Linked DNA regions of Mus musculus: regions 2 and 3 are each linked to region 1. A link is a contact called in public HiChIP or PLAC-seq and promoter capture Hi-C data. All regions are on one chromosome and are shown on one strand. The core of a region is the stretch at or near the end of the contact, and the rest is flanking DNA. Distances in the headings are between cores, read along the strand shown.

Region 1 (5,098 bases), core at 1,780-4,279:
TTCGCCATCTGGTAATCTCTGGAGTTAGTTGTTATAGTTGTCTCTGGTTGAAGCTTGTTCCTCCTGTGATTCTGTTAGCCTCTGTCAGCTGACCTGGGAGACTAGCTCTCTCCTGAGTTTCAGTGGTCAGAGTACTCTCTGCAGGCAAGCTCTCCTCTTGCAGGGAAGGTGCACAGATATCTGGCATTCGGACCTGCCTCCTGGCAGAAGATGAAGGCCTGAAACAGGGCCTGTCCCAGAAGGTGTGTAGCTCTGTAGTCCGCACTCTCACCTGCATAGACTAGTCCCTGAGGGATCTGGGAACCAAGATGGCTCTCCCAGGTGCTCCGGCAAAGCCCTCCCAGGCAGGGCAGACACCTGTCCTCTTGCAGGGAAGGTATTGGATGTCTGGAGCCTGAAATGGGGTCTGCCCCAGAAGCTGTGTCACTTCTGCCTGTCCCAGAAGCTGTGTAGCTTCTGTAGTCTGCACTCTCACCTGAGCAGACTAGTCTTTAGGGATCCGGGAACCAAGATCCATCCCTTAGTTTCTTAGTCATCCCCAAGATCTAAACAACTTTAAAAGTCCCATAGTCTTTACATATTAAAAGTTCAATCCTTTAAAATATACAATATTTACTGGCTGGTTTTGTGTCAACTTGACACAGCAGGAGTTATCACAGAGAACAGAGCTTCAGTTGAGGAAATGCCTCCATGAGATACAACTGTAAGGCATTTTCTCAATTAGTGATCAAGGGGGAAAGGCCCCTTGTGGGTGGGACCATCTCTGGGCTGGTAGTCTTGGTTCTATAAGAGAGCAGGCTGAGCAAGCCAGGGGAAACAAGCCAGTAAGGAACATCCCTCCATGACCTCTGCATCATTTTCTGCTTCCTGACCTGCTAGAGTTCCAGTCCTGACTTCCTTGGTGATGAACAGTAATGTGGAAGTGTAAGCTGAATAAACGCTTTCCTCCCCAACTTGTTTCTTGGTCATGATGTTTGTGCAGAACAGAAACCCCGACTGAGACACAATATCTTTTAAAATCCAAAGTACTTCCTTCAAGAGCAAAAAATACCAGGGCACAGTCACAATCAAAAGCAAAATTTAATCTCCAATTGTCCAGTGTCTGGGATCCAACTCACGATCTTCTGGGCTCCTCCAAGGGCTTAGGTCACTTCTTCAGCCTTGCCCTTCTAGGCTCCAGCCGCCTGTACTCCACTGCTGCTGGTCTTGGTGGTCATCTCATGGTCCTAGAATCTCCAAAACACTGCATGATCTCTTCAGTCCTGGGGCGTCTTTTGCAACTGAGGCTGCACCTCACCAATGGCCTTCCATGGCCTCTCATGGTGCCAAGGCTCAGCTGCTTTGCGTGACCACTTCATTCCTTCAAAACCAGTACCACCTGAGTGACTCTTACACATTACTAAGTCCAGGTTCAGCACGAGGTACAACCTTGGCTATTTCTGGAACACAACCTCTGTGCTTTCAGAAAACACTTCCCAGAAGATGTCACCTCAACGATGCTGGTCTCTTCTTAATCACTGCTAATTTCTTAGCTCCAGCTAACCAGCATCAATAGTCCCAGTAATGCAAAATTTTTGCTTTAGTAGTTCTGGTATCTTGTTAATCACAGCTGATTCTTCAGCCGCAGCTAACCAGAACCACAGAATCTTCATAATGGTCCTGAAAAGAGTAACAATGGTCCTGAAAAGAGTCTTTAACTTTCCCTCTGAAATTTCACAAGCCAGGCCTCCATCGTCTGCACTGTTCTCATCATTATCTAACATCCCACAGAGCTGTTAACACGGAATGCATCTTCTGGCCTGAAGCTCCAAAGTCTGTCCTGGTCCTCCCACACAACCAGGCTGTCACAGGCATAGTCGTCCCCACAGGGCCAGGCTGTCATGGGGATGAAGACCCCACTGTGCTGGTACCCGTCTGTCTTAGCGTCTGTCTTACCTGCTGAGCCACCGACCGTTCGTCCATCCAGCCTCTCCCTCTCCCCCTCCCCCCAACCCCACCCCACCCCACCCCACCTCACTCCACCCCAGGTTCATTTTTAAGGCAGAGCTGTGAGGATCAGCAAAGGGCTACTTTCAGCGGACGCACGCGTCGTCCTGCAGGGGGCACCAACCCCGGGACTCGGATCAGGAAAGGTCACGTGACGCGGTGGCCAGGATGGCGGCAACAGCAGCTTCACTGCAGCACAGGACAAATTCTGCGCCTCTGCCCCGCCCCCTGCGTCTCCGCTGCGCGCGCGCCCCCGCATTAACAAAAACGGAAACGGAAATAAGGCGGCCTGTGAGGCATCCCCGGCCTATCCTGACCCTGCGGTCACTATGGAGGGGGCGGTGTGCAAAGCTCTGTGCGCGTGGGCCGGGTGGGGCGGCCTCCTAAGCACAGCTGTGACGTCCGCTGTGAGCTCTGCTCTCACAGAGTGTGTGGGGGGGGGGGGGGATGAAGACAGGGCAGGGTCCGCTCACAAGTTAAGTTCCGTGGGTCTCAATGGGATGCCTTCAGGCATGAGGCAGAGCTGAGGCAGGAGGATGGCAGGTAGTGAACAACCGCTACAAAGCAGGGGTATGATGGCAGCTGTCAGTGACTGCGGGTGTGAGTGAGGCAGGGGGATTCCCGTGAGTAACGAAAGAGCTGAGGCAGGGGGATGACTGCGAGTACAGTTGCAACGGATGACAGGAGAGCGACTTCCTGTCTGCGGCAGGACGTCACGCCCGCTCGCCCGTGACTGACGGGAACGACTTCCAGTTTCATTTTTTTTTTTTAATAAACGAACGCGATGACGCGGCCGGCGTGGCCGTGGCCGCCCATCACCCGCAATCGCGGTCATCCTCCCGCCTCAGCTCCGTCCATCCCTCCCGCGTGACTCCCGAGGCCCCGCCCCGCCCCCACTATCTCAGGAAGTTGCTCAATCTCGGGACCATGGGCGCGGTCGGGGCGGGGCGGGGCCTCTGGGGTCACGGGCAGGGTCGCAGTCCTCTGCCCTGTAAGCAGTTCCGACCCCCAGACCCCCGAGGACAGGAACGGACGCCGCCAGCGCCGTGGGCGCCACTCAGGTCCGGTCCGCGGGGTGGGCGGGGGTGGGCGGGGTCAGGGGGCGGGGCCTCGGCGGTCATCCCCCTGCCTCCGTCCTTCCTTCTGCTCACTGCCATCATTCCTGGCCTCAGATCCTCACTCACAGGCATTCCCCAGCCGTCGCTCCCTCCCTCTCTGCTTTTCTGTGTCCATCGTGATTATCCCCCTGCCTCAGAAACTAACTCGTGGTCATCCCCCTGCCTCACACTGTTTACTCGCGGGCGTCTCCCTGACTCCGTCCCTCCTTCCGCTCACTTGCCAGCATCCTCCAGCCTCCGTTTCTGCTTCCGGTCACCGCTGCCATCCCTCTGCCTTGTCATCTGCACTGATGGACATGCTCCTGCCTCATGCTGTTCACTCCTGGGCATACCCATACCCCTGCCTCGCGATGTGACACTGGGGACAGTGAAGCTGAGGCAGGGGGATAACCGCGAGTGAGCAGCTGAGGCAGGGGAATGACCGCAATGGACCATGACAGGAACCAGAAGCATCGTGAAGGGGTCGGGATCAGGAGGTGGAGTCCGCTTGCGCCCCGGCCCCGCCCCTCACGCCCCGGCCCCGCCCCCAGGCCTCCGAGGCTCCAGCCCCGCCCTCCTATCATGGCCGCCAACCTGTGGCTCATCCTGGGGCTCCTGGCATCCCACTCTTCAGATCTGGGTAGGTGTCTTCATGGGGCAGGGCCTATGCTCGGGCCACGCCCCCCACTTCCTGTCGGTCGGGGCCCCACCCCCGGGTGTCTCACAAGACTCAGGCCCAGCCCCCTGGCGAAGGATGGTGTCACCTGTCAGTCACCCAATGCCCCATCCACCCGGTTCCTGTCCTGTTCTGTGACTTCATCCAGGTGTCAATCAGAGCTCTGGTCCCACCCCTTTGCTTCCTCTCCCAAACCTTACTTCCTGTCACGAAGGATGATGTCATTCTCACCCCCAGATGTCAATCAAAACCCAAATCCCGCCCCCTAAGCTCTTCCCTTCTTGTTGGCCTGTCCCAGCTCCGGGTGTCAATCTCAGCTCAAGCCCTGCCCACTAACTTCCTGTCATGGCGAATGAAGTCATCTCTGCACCCCCCCTTGTCAATCAAGGCTCAGGCCACGCCCACTGATGGTGGATGCCATCATCATCCTGGTCGAAGACATCACTAAGAGAGGCCCCGCCCCATCGCTTTCTGTCATAGGGGACCAATGATGTCACCTAGGGACATGTCACTTGCCTCTCATGTCATCTGGGTGTCAATCAAAGCCTAAGTCCCGCCCACTTCCTTTCTTTTCCACCCCCTCACTTCCTGTCACGGAGAATGGTGTCAATCAAAGCCCAGGCACCTCCCACAACTGTGGATGATGTCACCTGTCACTCAAGCCCCACCCCACCTCCCCTTGACAACAGCTGCGGTCCGTGAGGCTCCACCCACTGCTGTGACCACGCCCATCCAGAACCTGCATATCGACCCCGCCCACTACACACTGAGCTGGGACCCCGCCCCCGGCGCTGACATCACGACAGGGGCTTTTTGCAGGAAGGGCAGGGACATCTTTGTCTGGGTGAGGGGCAAGCCCTGGTTGGTGGGCGGAGTTGGCTGTCAGTCATCCAGGGTGTGGGGCTTGGGTGGGTAGGGATCTCCACACTGTCCGTCATCCTGGCCATGCCCACTTTCTGCTGTGAGTCACTCTAGGCCCCACCCACCAGTCACTTCCTGCCACGCCCACCAGCATTCCATGCCTTGCCATGCCCACTTCCAGTCTTATTCCTGCCCCCAGCACAAACTTCTCACCATGCCAATCATTCCAGACTCCGCCCCTACCACCCATCCGGCCCTGCCCTCTGCTTCCTCTTCTGCCTGTCAGTCACTTCAGGCTCTGCCCAGTCACTTCTTGTGCAAATTTATGCAGAGATGAGCAGGGGGAGAAAACCTATGATGTCATCTGGGTGTATGCAAATTTGGTCCAGCAGAGCTGAGACTTCAGGACCCACCCACCCCAGGTGGAGTTAGGCAAATTTATGAAGGCTAGAACATGATGTCATCTGGGTTTATGCAA
Region 2 (5,098 bases), core at 685-3,184, 450 kb after region 1:
GAAGGCTTGGCTTGAGTATACGCTTTCTGGCTTTCCTTTCACAAAGGCACGTTCAAAATTGTTCAGAAAGAAGAATGGTCTCTGACAGTGAGGTGTGATGCCAGAGCTTTCTGAAGTTTGAGCAGTGTGTGCAGCTCTGCATGTGTGTCCTGACAGAGTCAGATATGTGAGCCATTAAAAGAACATTGTAATTCAGAGTGTTTATTTAAGTAACTTACATGTCTGAAATTTATTTATGTAGATTCCATCATTGTTATCATTTGTAGTGCAAATACATGAACTGTCTTCATTTAGTCCCAACAATTATTTATTTTTAGAAAGTAAATTTAAAGCCAAGCTGCATTCAACTTTTAAAATAGTGTTCTAATCATAAGATGTGATCATTGTAAGGTCTCTTTTAACTTTCTGGAAAGTAAATGGTCAAAAGGAATCACATAAAGATTGTTTTACATTTTTAACCTGTATGTACTTAGAGGGTAAGCCCCAGTTCTCTGGTTTCTAATCATTTTTTGCACATTGATTGTTTCTGTTCTGTAGCTTTTCTTTTGCTCCTTTGGTTTTGGCTTTGTAGGGGTAAGGTGTCTTCCAATGTTTACTATGTTAGGCTTAAATTAAATTTTAAATTTATTGTCCATTTATATAATATTTGATACCTTGGTGTAACTTCTCAATACAATTACAATTTTTATGACATTTATAATTGCGATGGTATTTTCTTTTATAATAAAATCCAAAGTCAATTAAACAAATTGTAGACCTGATATTTTTCATCTATATGAAGTACAAGTCTCTACCTGAGTCTATAATGTGAACCATCCTGCCTTTCACATTTGTTTCCTAATTGTTAGAGAAAACTATTTTCTGTAGATGTTATTGTAAGTTGAAAGAGCAATAAAAGTCTACATATCACGGCCTTGGCTGTTGTTTTTTACCTTGTTGTTAGGAGTGCTGCAAATGTTTTTTGTTTAAGCTGAGGCTGGAGAACGGAAAGTGAGTGGCTTCTGCCTCCTGCACCCAGCTCTTGTGTAAGAGGGGGAAGAGAGAGAGGCCGGGAAGGGAGGGAGGAAGGGGGGGGAAGAGAAGAAAAAAATGTTTTTTATAGTTGGGAAATGTTGAAGGTAATGTTTATTTTAAATGCCGGTCCAACTTTGCTTTCTGTTTTAAACGTAGAAACTTTACCCTGTGGTGTGTTAACATTTTCTTGATAACACTCATCTCTCTGCTCAAGGCCCGTTTTTCTTGACTAATTTTATTTTGACTTGGATTGACTTCGCTCCTGTTTTTCATATGAAGAACTTCTTGTGTCTCATTGTAAAATTGTTAAGCCATGGGGTGAGATGAAGAACAATATAGCTTTGGAAAGTTCAGTTACACTTGGGAGAGGTAGTTTACACTTGCCACACATAGGACTATTGTGACTGTTGTTTACCAGGAGGGGGATCCTTCGCTTAGGGCTGTTTCTTGTGGTAGTGCTTACTGCCTCCCTGATCTACGGTGAGTTCTCTTGTCAGTCTTGTCTTTCTCATTTCCAGTGCTTGCAAAACAGTTTGTGCTTCTGCTTTTTCCCTCCATGGCCCACGTAAAGGTCTTCATTGACTAACTGCATTCTGACCTCTGCAAATGTTTTCAACCACTGAGCCTACTCTCCAGTCTTTTCTTACTTTATGCTATTCTTAGGACTCAATGCATTTTACTTGGCGTAGTTTAGACATTCATTTCAAGATAGTAAAGGAAAGAAACAACAACATAAAATGGGTAAGTCTCCTAGGATTGAACTGTATTACAAGATAATGAAGCATGGCTCAGCCCCCATAGTTACCCTTACAGTGGAGCGTCTGTGGGGTCATGGATGCTTAGTGCACAGTGCATGCTGGAGCCTTATGTTTGGAGTAACCATCTGTCATCCAGAGCCAGGGTGTCATACTGCCTTATGGAGCAAAAGAAAGCAAAGTATTACACTTAGTTTATGGAGAAGTAGAAAATAGGAAGCACATTTGATATCCTACAGAAGACAAAGTCAATCTTCAGCTTCTCACAGTGACTTCCTGCTTGGTAGTTAGGGTTTACAAAAATACTTTGTATGCTACTCCATGACTTCTTTGGCTGTTAGTCGGAAGCAACAGCCTTGAGGTTTTATGTTCTGAAGTTCAGTGCTGTGCTTCATTTCCGGTATACAACTGTACTTTTAAATTCTTACTTGATTTTTGTCCTGGTTTAATTTTTTTAAATATTTTATTAGGTATTTTCCTCATTTACATTTCCAATGCTATCCCAAAAGTCCCCCATACCCTCCCCCCCCCCACTCCCCTACCCACCCACTCCCACTTTTTGTCCCTGGTGTTCCCCTGTACTGGGGCATATAAAGTTTGCAAGTCCAATGTGCCTCTCTTTCCAGTGATGGCCGACTAGGCCATCTTTTGATATATACGCAGCTAGAATCAAGAGCTCCTGTGTACTGGGTAGTTCATAATGTTGTTCCACCTATAGGGTTGCAGATCCCTTTAGCTCCTTGGGTACTTTCTCTAGCTCCTCCATTGGGGGCCCTGTGATCTATCCAATAGCTGACTGTGAGCATCCACTTCTGTATTTGCTAGGCCCCTGCATAGTCTCACAAGAGAGAGCTATATCTGGGTCCTTTCAGCAAAATCTTGCTAGTGTATGCAATGGTGTTGGAAGCTGATTGTGGGATGGATCCCCGGATATGGCAGTCTCTAGATGGTCCATCCTTTTGTCACAGCCCCTAACTTTGTCTCTGTAACTCCTTCCAAGGGTGTTTTGTTCCCAATTCTAAGAAGGGGCAGTGTCCACACTTTGGTCTTCCTTCTTCTTGAGTTTCATGCGTTTAGCAAATTGTATCTTATATCTTGGGTATCCTAAGTTTCTGGGCTAATATCCACTTATCAGTACATATTGTGTGAATTCCTTTGTGATTGGGTTACCTCACTCAGGATGATGCCCTCCAGGTCCATCCATTTGCCTAGGAATTTCATAAATTCATTCTTTTTAATAGCTGAGTAGTACTCCATTGTGTAAATGTACCACATTTTCTGTATCATTCCTTTGTTGAGGGGCATCTGGGTTCTTTCCAGCTTCTGGCTATTATAAATAAGGCTGCTATGAACATAATGGAGCAGGTGTCCTTCTTACCTATTGGGACATCTTCTGGATACATGCCCAGGAGAGGTATTGCAGGATCCTCCGGTAGTACTATGTCCAATTTTCTGAGGAACCGCCAAACTGATTTCCAGAGTGGTTGTACAAGCTTGTAATCCCACCAACAATGGAGGAGTGTTCCTCTTTCTCCACATCCTGGACAGCATCTGCTGTCACTTGAATTTTTGATCTTAGCCATTCTGACTGGTATGAGGTGGAATCTCAGGGTTGTTTTGATTAGCATTTCCCTGATGATTAAGGATGTTGAACATTTTTTCAGGTGCTTCTCTGCCATTCGGTATTCCTCAGGTGAGAATTCTTTGTTTAGCTCTGAGCCCTATTTTTTAATGGGGTTAATTGATTTTCTGTAGTCCACCTTCTTGAGTTCTTTATATATATTGGATATTAGTCCCTGCTGATTTAATTTTTTGAGGTACTATTTCATGTAGTCCAGGCTAGCTTTGAATTCCTGGCCCTCTTGCTTCTGCTGAGATACCCTAGCAGGTATCCTAGAGACTCTTGACTAAATCAAAAACTTTATTTTACCTTTTGTAAACCAACTGTGGCTATTTAACAACTGCTACCTTCACTCTGATTAACTACATAAAACCTGCTTAAGTATTATACATACTTAGGTCGGTAGGGCCCTGTGCCCAAGGGTGTTGTCAATATCACAGCCTTGGGTTTTATCTCTACAGAGCCAGTGGTCCTGCCCTCTCTCCTTCACTTACTAGTTGCCAGGCTGCTTAGGTCATTCTCATTTACAGCTCTAGAATGAAAATTAGACAATGTGAAGAGCAAGTGAGATGACATCGTTAGGATTTGTGCTCACCAAAAAACTGACCACTGAGTTAATTTGGTACTTTTAAAGGCTCCATGTTGTGCCTTTTAAAAAGGCAATTTTAATGTGAATTGAATTTTCTTTTCTTTTTCCTTCCTTCCTTCCTTCCTTCCTTCCTTCCTTCCTCCCTCTCTCTCTCTCTCTCTCTCTCTCTCTCTCTCTCTCTCTCTCTCCCTCTCTCTCTCTCTCTCTCTCTCTCTCTCTCTCTCTCTGTCTCTCTCTTTCTTTTATGCAGACTTTCTGGAAAATGTGTCACTTTGCAAAGCTACAAAATGATCTTGCCCCTAATGGAGGAGCTAGAGAAATTACCCAAGGAGCTAAAGGGAACTGCAACCCTATAGGTGGAACAACAATATGAACTAACCAGTACCCGGGAGCTCTTGTCTTTAGCTGCATATGTATCAAAAGATGGCCTAGTCGGCCATCACTGCAAAAAGAGGCCCATTGGACTTGCAAACTTTGTATGCCCCAGTACAGGGGAAAGCCAGGGCCAAAAAGGGGGTGTGGGTGGGTAGGGGATTGGGGGGGGGGGTATGGGGGACCTTTGGGATAGCATTGAAAATGTAAACGAGGAAAATACCTAATTAAAAAAAATGATCTTGTTCAGGAGTCTGCTAGAGAGCCCTCTCAGCATTTTCTGTCTGAGATGTGCTGTAGCAATTTGTAATGATTTTGTGCCATCTAAAACACTAAGCAGGCTGTCTTGGAATTCGTGGCCTGCCTCCCAACCCCCACCCCCCAAAAAATTTGAGGCCCTTCATAACCCCAAAACAAGAAACTAAGCATGTGTATCCTTTTCCCCTATAATCTTTGAGAACTGATTTGTAGTTTGTATAAATTCTTGGAACATCTCTTGTTTATTTTTGGATGCCAAAGCTGTTCTGACCAGGATAAAATGCCTAGGTTAGGTCCATGCATCCTGGGTTTCACCTTGTGGTTGCTGGTTGCCAAGGTAGCAGAGCAGGCGTCACCTGTTGCTATGGTGCTGCTCTACCTTGCAGCTTTGTCATTCCTGATAGGTTGAACTCCTGAGGCTGAGGAGGAAGAAATGTGATCATTGGTTCAGCCTCTCTGGGACGGGAAAGGAGTTGACTGAAAAACCAA
Region 3 (5,098 bases), core at 824-3,323, 330 kb before region 1:
GGTTAGAAGTTCCATTAGTGTTGTGAAGGCAGAAGGATCAAGCAATGAATTGTGAAAGCAGTATCTTTAGGAAGTGAGGTCAAGCTTCATGTTCTCTATTCTCACTTTTCTTTCTTTCTCAACCTATCTGTCCAGCAATCAGAATGTTTGTACTCAGGATACAATCTCCCAAGTGTGGTACCTAAGTGCTTTTGTTTTGAGTATCCAATAGCTATGGTCTTGGTATCTCATCGATAGTGCTTCTATCTAAGCTCTACATTAAGTTAGCAATTCCAAGGACCAGTAGAATTCATATTTTAATTTATCACAAATGTAGAATTACAAAATCCAAACTAATAAATAAGTCATATATATTACATCTTGGGAAACATTTATGCAAATGTTTCAATGAATCTAGATTAATGAAAAATTTGAAAACCTGCATTGGAGACACACAAGCTATGTTAGTAATGGTAATATGTATTCTAACCTTGCTCATTATTACAGAAATTATTTTTTAGATTTAAAAATCTTAAATTTAAAAGTCATCTCTTGATATTCCATGACTCCCACAGAATCCCAAATTGACAGATGCTCAGATCCCTTCTATAAAATGACACAAAACCTATACACCATCTCTCAGTCTACAGCACATCACCTCGGGATTACTTACAGTACTTACATAAAATGTAGATTCTATGTAAATAGTTGTTACATTGTATTTAGATAAATTTTAAAAAATATGTAACTGCCCTGCATGGATACAGTATTTATTTATTTTTATTTATTTATTTATTTATTTATTTATTTAATTTTTTGGGTTTTTCGAGACAGGGTTTCTCTGTATAGCCCTGGATGTCCTGGAACTCACTCTGTAGACCAGGCTGGCCTTGAACTCAGAAATCCGCCTGCCTCTGCCTCCCAAGTGCTGGGATTAAAGATGTGTGCCACCATGCCAGGCTCAGTTTTTAAATTAAGGAAAATATATTCCAAACTTCAGTTAGTTGAATCTGTATGTAGGTGTATAGCCTGAGTGTTCAAAAAGCAACTGTCCTTTGATAAACACTCAGCAGATTCCTTTTTGGATTTCTTGGTGTGCAATCCAGTGGGGGGGGGGGACCCTATAGACACATTTCTAAATGTGTCTCACAGAAATTGTGTTTCTGCTTTATTTATTTAAGACAAGCTCTTACTGTGTTTCTCAGTCTCACCTGTATTACGATGCTGCACACTTGCTTCAGCCTCCCAAACACTGGGGACTCTGGGTGCATACCACACCCAGCTCAAGCTTTTAAACTTGCACCTATGTCAAACCCCTTCTCCAAGTCCTGGCTTTAATATATTATGGAAACATTTTCATATGCACTTTTGCGTTCATTTTAACATTTGAAAGGTTTTTTGTACTTCAACAGAGATGTTGGTCACATCTGTCTTACTAAATATTTGCCCCCCCCCCCAAAGCCAACAGATAATAGCAGCAAGTCGAGAAAGCTCACCTCTTCATACAGTCCCAGAAGGCACCTGTAAGCCTGAGGCTCTGAGCAGGCTAAAAAGATGCTGCTTTACTGAAATGAGATAACAGCTTAATAGGAACTAAAGGCACCCTGTGGTGGTCCACTCCTGTGCTTTACTTGTTTGATGGTCGGGGAGGGGGTGACTGTATGTGCTAGTGCTTATTAATTTGTGATCCAAATCTGACGAACGTCTGGTATATTCCTTAAGCCATGGGGGTCTCATCGGATTCTAGGAAAGACAGCCATAAATAGTGAGAGACTAACAACCCAACTTTAAAGTGATACACTGATTTTGTAGCTTCCTTCTTGCTGGAGAAGAAATTCAAGTTCGCAGGACACAGTGTGACCTTCAGTTGTGGGCACTCAAGTGCACGTTCCTGGCTGGCCAAGCAGCAGGGGCTCGATGCGGACGCCTGGGCTAACACCTGGGCGGCATTTTCACACCTGCCACTGGCAGCTTTGGTTTCTGGGCGTCCGCACAGTGGCTGCTTCCCATTCATGCTCCAGCTACTGTGCAGCCTCCCGCGAGCCCAGAGCGAATTGCTGGTGCCCGGGGCTCCGGAGGGAGGGCCTGGGCGACGCTTTCGTTACTGCGCCGGGGCCGACCGGCAGGCTCTTCCATAGGTGGCTGCGTTTCCGACTTCGCCCTGGCTCCACTCCGGGGGCTTGACGTGCAAACTTCGCCGGAGCGAGCAGAGAGGGAGGGACCGGCGAGGGGGAGGAGGCGACAGGAGGCGCCTCCGCTTAAGGGAGCCGGCCGGGCGCCGCCGCTCGGACGGACGCGCGGACGGAAGGAAGGAGCGGGGCTGCCGGCTGGGCCGGGATGCGAGCGCCCGCAGGGTGGGCAGCCGCGGGCCGGGGCGCAGGCAGGCCTGAGGTCGCGGCAGTTCGGCTCCGGGCGCTGGCCTCCCGAGCCGGGCCCGGCAGGGCGGCCAGCGCCGCAGTGGCAGCCGCAGCCGGCGCCCTACGAGGGCCGCGGGAGGCGAAAGCGAAAGCCGGTGGCGCCGCGGACTTTGCGCCCGGGCGGGGAGGCGGGCGGCGGCAGGGGCCGGGGGCTGACAGCACCGCGGGCCTGCGGGCCGCGCACGCCGCCGGAACTCCGCGGAGCCTCCTTAAAAGCGGCCCCCGCGCCACTCTTTTCCCCCTTTTTGTTACATTGTAGGAGCGGAAAGAATGTCGGAGCGGGCCGCGGATGACGTCAGGGGGGAGCCGCGCCGCGCGGCGGGCGGAGCAGCGGCCGCCCGGCAGCAGCAGCAGCAGCCACAGCCTCTGCAGCCCCAGCGGCAGCACCCGCCGCTGCGGCGCCCACGGGCGGAGGACGGCGGCACCGGGGACACCACCACCTCGGCCGCCGCCATGGCGACGGTTGGGGAGCGCAGGCCCTTGCCCAGTCCCGAAGCGATGCTGGGACAGTCGTGGAATCTGTGGGTGGAAGCTTCCAAACTTCCTGGGAAGGATGGTGAGTGTCCACGCCTCCTGGTTCCCCCCGCCCCCCCGCCCCCCTCCTCTGGCCCCGATCCCCTCCCCCGCGCCGTGTCCTGTGGCCGCCCCCACGGGGGTCAGAGATGCTATCTTCTGCTGGGTGCCCACACCTACCCGGAGCGTGCGTGAGCGTGCGTCACACTCCTAGCCACTGACCTGCCTCTCCCCTCCTCCTGTGTGTGTATATCTCCTAGGGACCGAATTGGATGAAAGTTTCAAGGAGTTTGGGAAAAACCGCGAAGTCATGGGGCTCTGCCGGGAAGGTGAGTCCAGCCCCCCTGGTGGAGTTTGTACCCAACCTTGGGGAAGTTTTCTTGTTGCTTCAGCCCACCTTCCCTGCTTGCCACATTGAGGTCTCTGCTGAAGAGGATGGAAGAGGGTGGGTAGAACATTTAGGAAGAAATCTCATTTCTAGGGGCTCTCTGTAATGGGCAGCAACCTGGATCCCTTCTGGAAAGGGCAATTCAAAGTGATGGGCATAGGAAGCAGGCAGGGAGTTTAACATATATCTCTTTAGTTATGGACAACACCTGGAAAGAAAGAGTTCTAAGCATTGGAAAGTAGTGCCTTTCTGGGGAAAGAAAGAGTTCTAAGCTTTGGAAAGTAGTGCCTTTCTGGGGATGCTGTAGAGCAGGAGCCTTGACCAAACCAGGTTTTCTTAAGGCAAAGAGAGTGAATTTTGAATAATAATTATTATTTTGGCTTTTAAAGATAGGGTTTTACTAAATGGCCTTGGCTGTCTGGGAACTTGCTTTGTAGACCAGGCTGTTATTTGTTTTTTGTTTTTTGTTTTTTGTTTTTTTTTTTGTTTTCTTCCGGTTTTTTCGAGACAGGGTTTCTCTGTATAGCCCTGGCAGTCCTGGAACTCACTTTGTAGACCAGGCTGGCCTCGAACTCAGAAATCCACTTGCCTCTGCCTCTCAAGTGTTGGGCAAGGCGTGTGCCACCAACCAGGCTAGTTTTGAACTGAGAGATCTGCCAGCCTCTGCCTCTTGAGTGCTGGGATTATAAAGGCATGCACCACCATGACCGGTATTTGTACTTTAAAACTAAAAGTATTTAAGCCTCCCTGTACCCTTGTTTGTAGGGGAATTTAAAGCGATGTTTAGAATGCTACCAAAAGATCATCATAAGCAAGGAGTACATTTGGGATTCTTTGCCAGATAAGGGGACAAGAATACAGAATTTTACTAACCATAGTAAATCGACTTCTACTGATAGGGTGATCTAAAGGTATGCTATCAATGAAAATCAGGTTAGGAATCAGGAAACTTAGATTTGTCTTTTGACAGTACCCTTTTTCTATGACTTTTGATTCATAATGATTACCTGGGCAGTCTGGTGAGAAAGGTCATGGCCTTGAGTCAAGTTTGGGATCCAGAGTACTGAGTTTACATGTGCCCATGCAATTTGATTTCTCACCTGTAGCCGTTTATTTTGGCAGAGTTTTTGTTCAGGACTCAAGAAGCAGAGCTTTGGCAGCTGGGTTTCTAAATCCATGACTGGTTCCTTACTGTGCTGGCCTCACAGTCGCTGCAGGTTTTAGCTCTCACCTTTTTTTCCTTTTCCCTGCTTTGGCTTTTTCAGCTGGCCACATGGTTGGTATTGCCAAGAAGAGTAATACTATGGCAACCCCGTGAGTGCTTCTGGTTGGAACAGATTATAGGGAAAATTAGTTGATTTTTCGTGAGGATTGCTGTTTAAGGGGAGAGGAAAGAGAGAAGCACAGGGCTTGTTGGTGATGTTGCAATAGGAAAAATCAGTTGTTAGTCCGGTTTTAGTTGTGACTTGGCAGTCCGCCTGGGATTGAAAAATTAAAATCACAAAGTGGCAACTCTGGTAGGAAGTGTTAGAGTGGGACTTCAGAGGTCCTAATCCACTCTTGCTCCTGCTTTTTATTCCTGCTATGGGTATTGTCCCTTACATGACTCCTAAGCCTCTGAGGACAGGATGCTGAGTGTTGGTAATTCCCTTGTAGAGGATGACTGTCGCCTTGAATGCCGATCTCTGAGACTCAAGAACATTTAGCAGCTGAATCCATTTCTGTTCGCTTGAATATATTCTAATGGGAATAGGGTCCGTAAAGCTCTGAAATCTCATACCTAAGGCCAAAGGGAGTCACA

What was found. HiChIP or PLAC-seq counts read pairs in DNA pulled down with a chosen protein or histone mark. Capture Hi-C pulls out chosen DNA fragments and counts their contacts.
Region 2: an H3K27ac HiChIP or PLAC-seq map of acute myeloid leukemia shows a contact between it and region 1, with 4 times the contacts expected there. The contact joins the enhancer-like site here to the promoter of Il3ra in region 1. A contact is called at or near these places in 1 of 484 Hi-C or Micro-C datasets (bone marrow-derived macrophages), 3 of 115 datasets of contacts at active chromatin or transcription factors (acute myeloid leukemia, bone marrow-derived macrophages and large pre-B cells) and 4 of 9 other capture datasets (adipose tissue, embryonic stem cells, liver and 1 more).
Region 3: a promoter capture Hi-C map of adipose tissue shows a contact between it and region 1. The contact joins the promoter of Atxn7 here to the promoter of Il3ra in region 1. A contact is called at or near these places in 1 of 484 Hi-C or Micro-C datasets (the G1E-ER4 cell line), 4 of 115 datasets of contacts at active chromatin or transcription factors (embryonic stem cells, extraembryonic endoderm stem cells, memory CD8 T cells and 1 more) and 2 of 9 other capture datasets (adipose tissue and liver).

Annotation. Positions count from the first base shown.
Region 1 is chr14:14,343,466-14,348,563 of GRCm38.p6, forward strand. It overlaps Il3ra (interleukin 3 receptor, alpha chain), which reads left to right and starts at 3,030. Exons shown (of 12, transcript NM_008369.1): 1 at 3,030-3,047; 2 at 3,545-3,723; 3 at 4,449-4,603. The coding sequence starts at 3,666.
Region 2 is chr14:14,799,032-14,804,129 of GRCm38.p6, forward strand. It overlaps Slc4a7 (solute carrier family 4, sodium bicarbonate cotransporter, member 7), which reads left to right. Exons shown (of 26, transcript NM_001360504.1): 26 at 1-912. It also overlaps a transcript of Nek10 not described here. Among named protein-coding and RNA genes, the nearest start is that of Nek10, 19 kb to the right of the region's middle. Within about 2 kb of position 1,935, at least 42 of the 459 cell types and tissues checked have an H3K27ac peak or open chromatin away from gene starts, as enhancers often do. A contact at or near this core is called in acute myeloid leukemia and bone marrow-derived macrophages, where this site is marked.
Region 3 is chr14:14,010,418-14,015,515 of GRCm38.p6, forward strand. Atxn7 (ataxin 7) reads left to right here and starts at 2,074. Exons shown (of 12, transcript NM_139227.4): 1 at 2,074-2,333; 2 at 2,656-2,952; 3 at 3,170-3,238. The coding sequence starts at 2,667.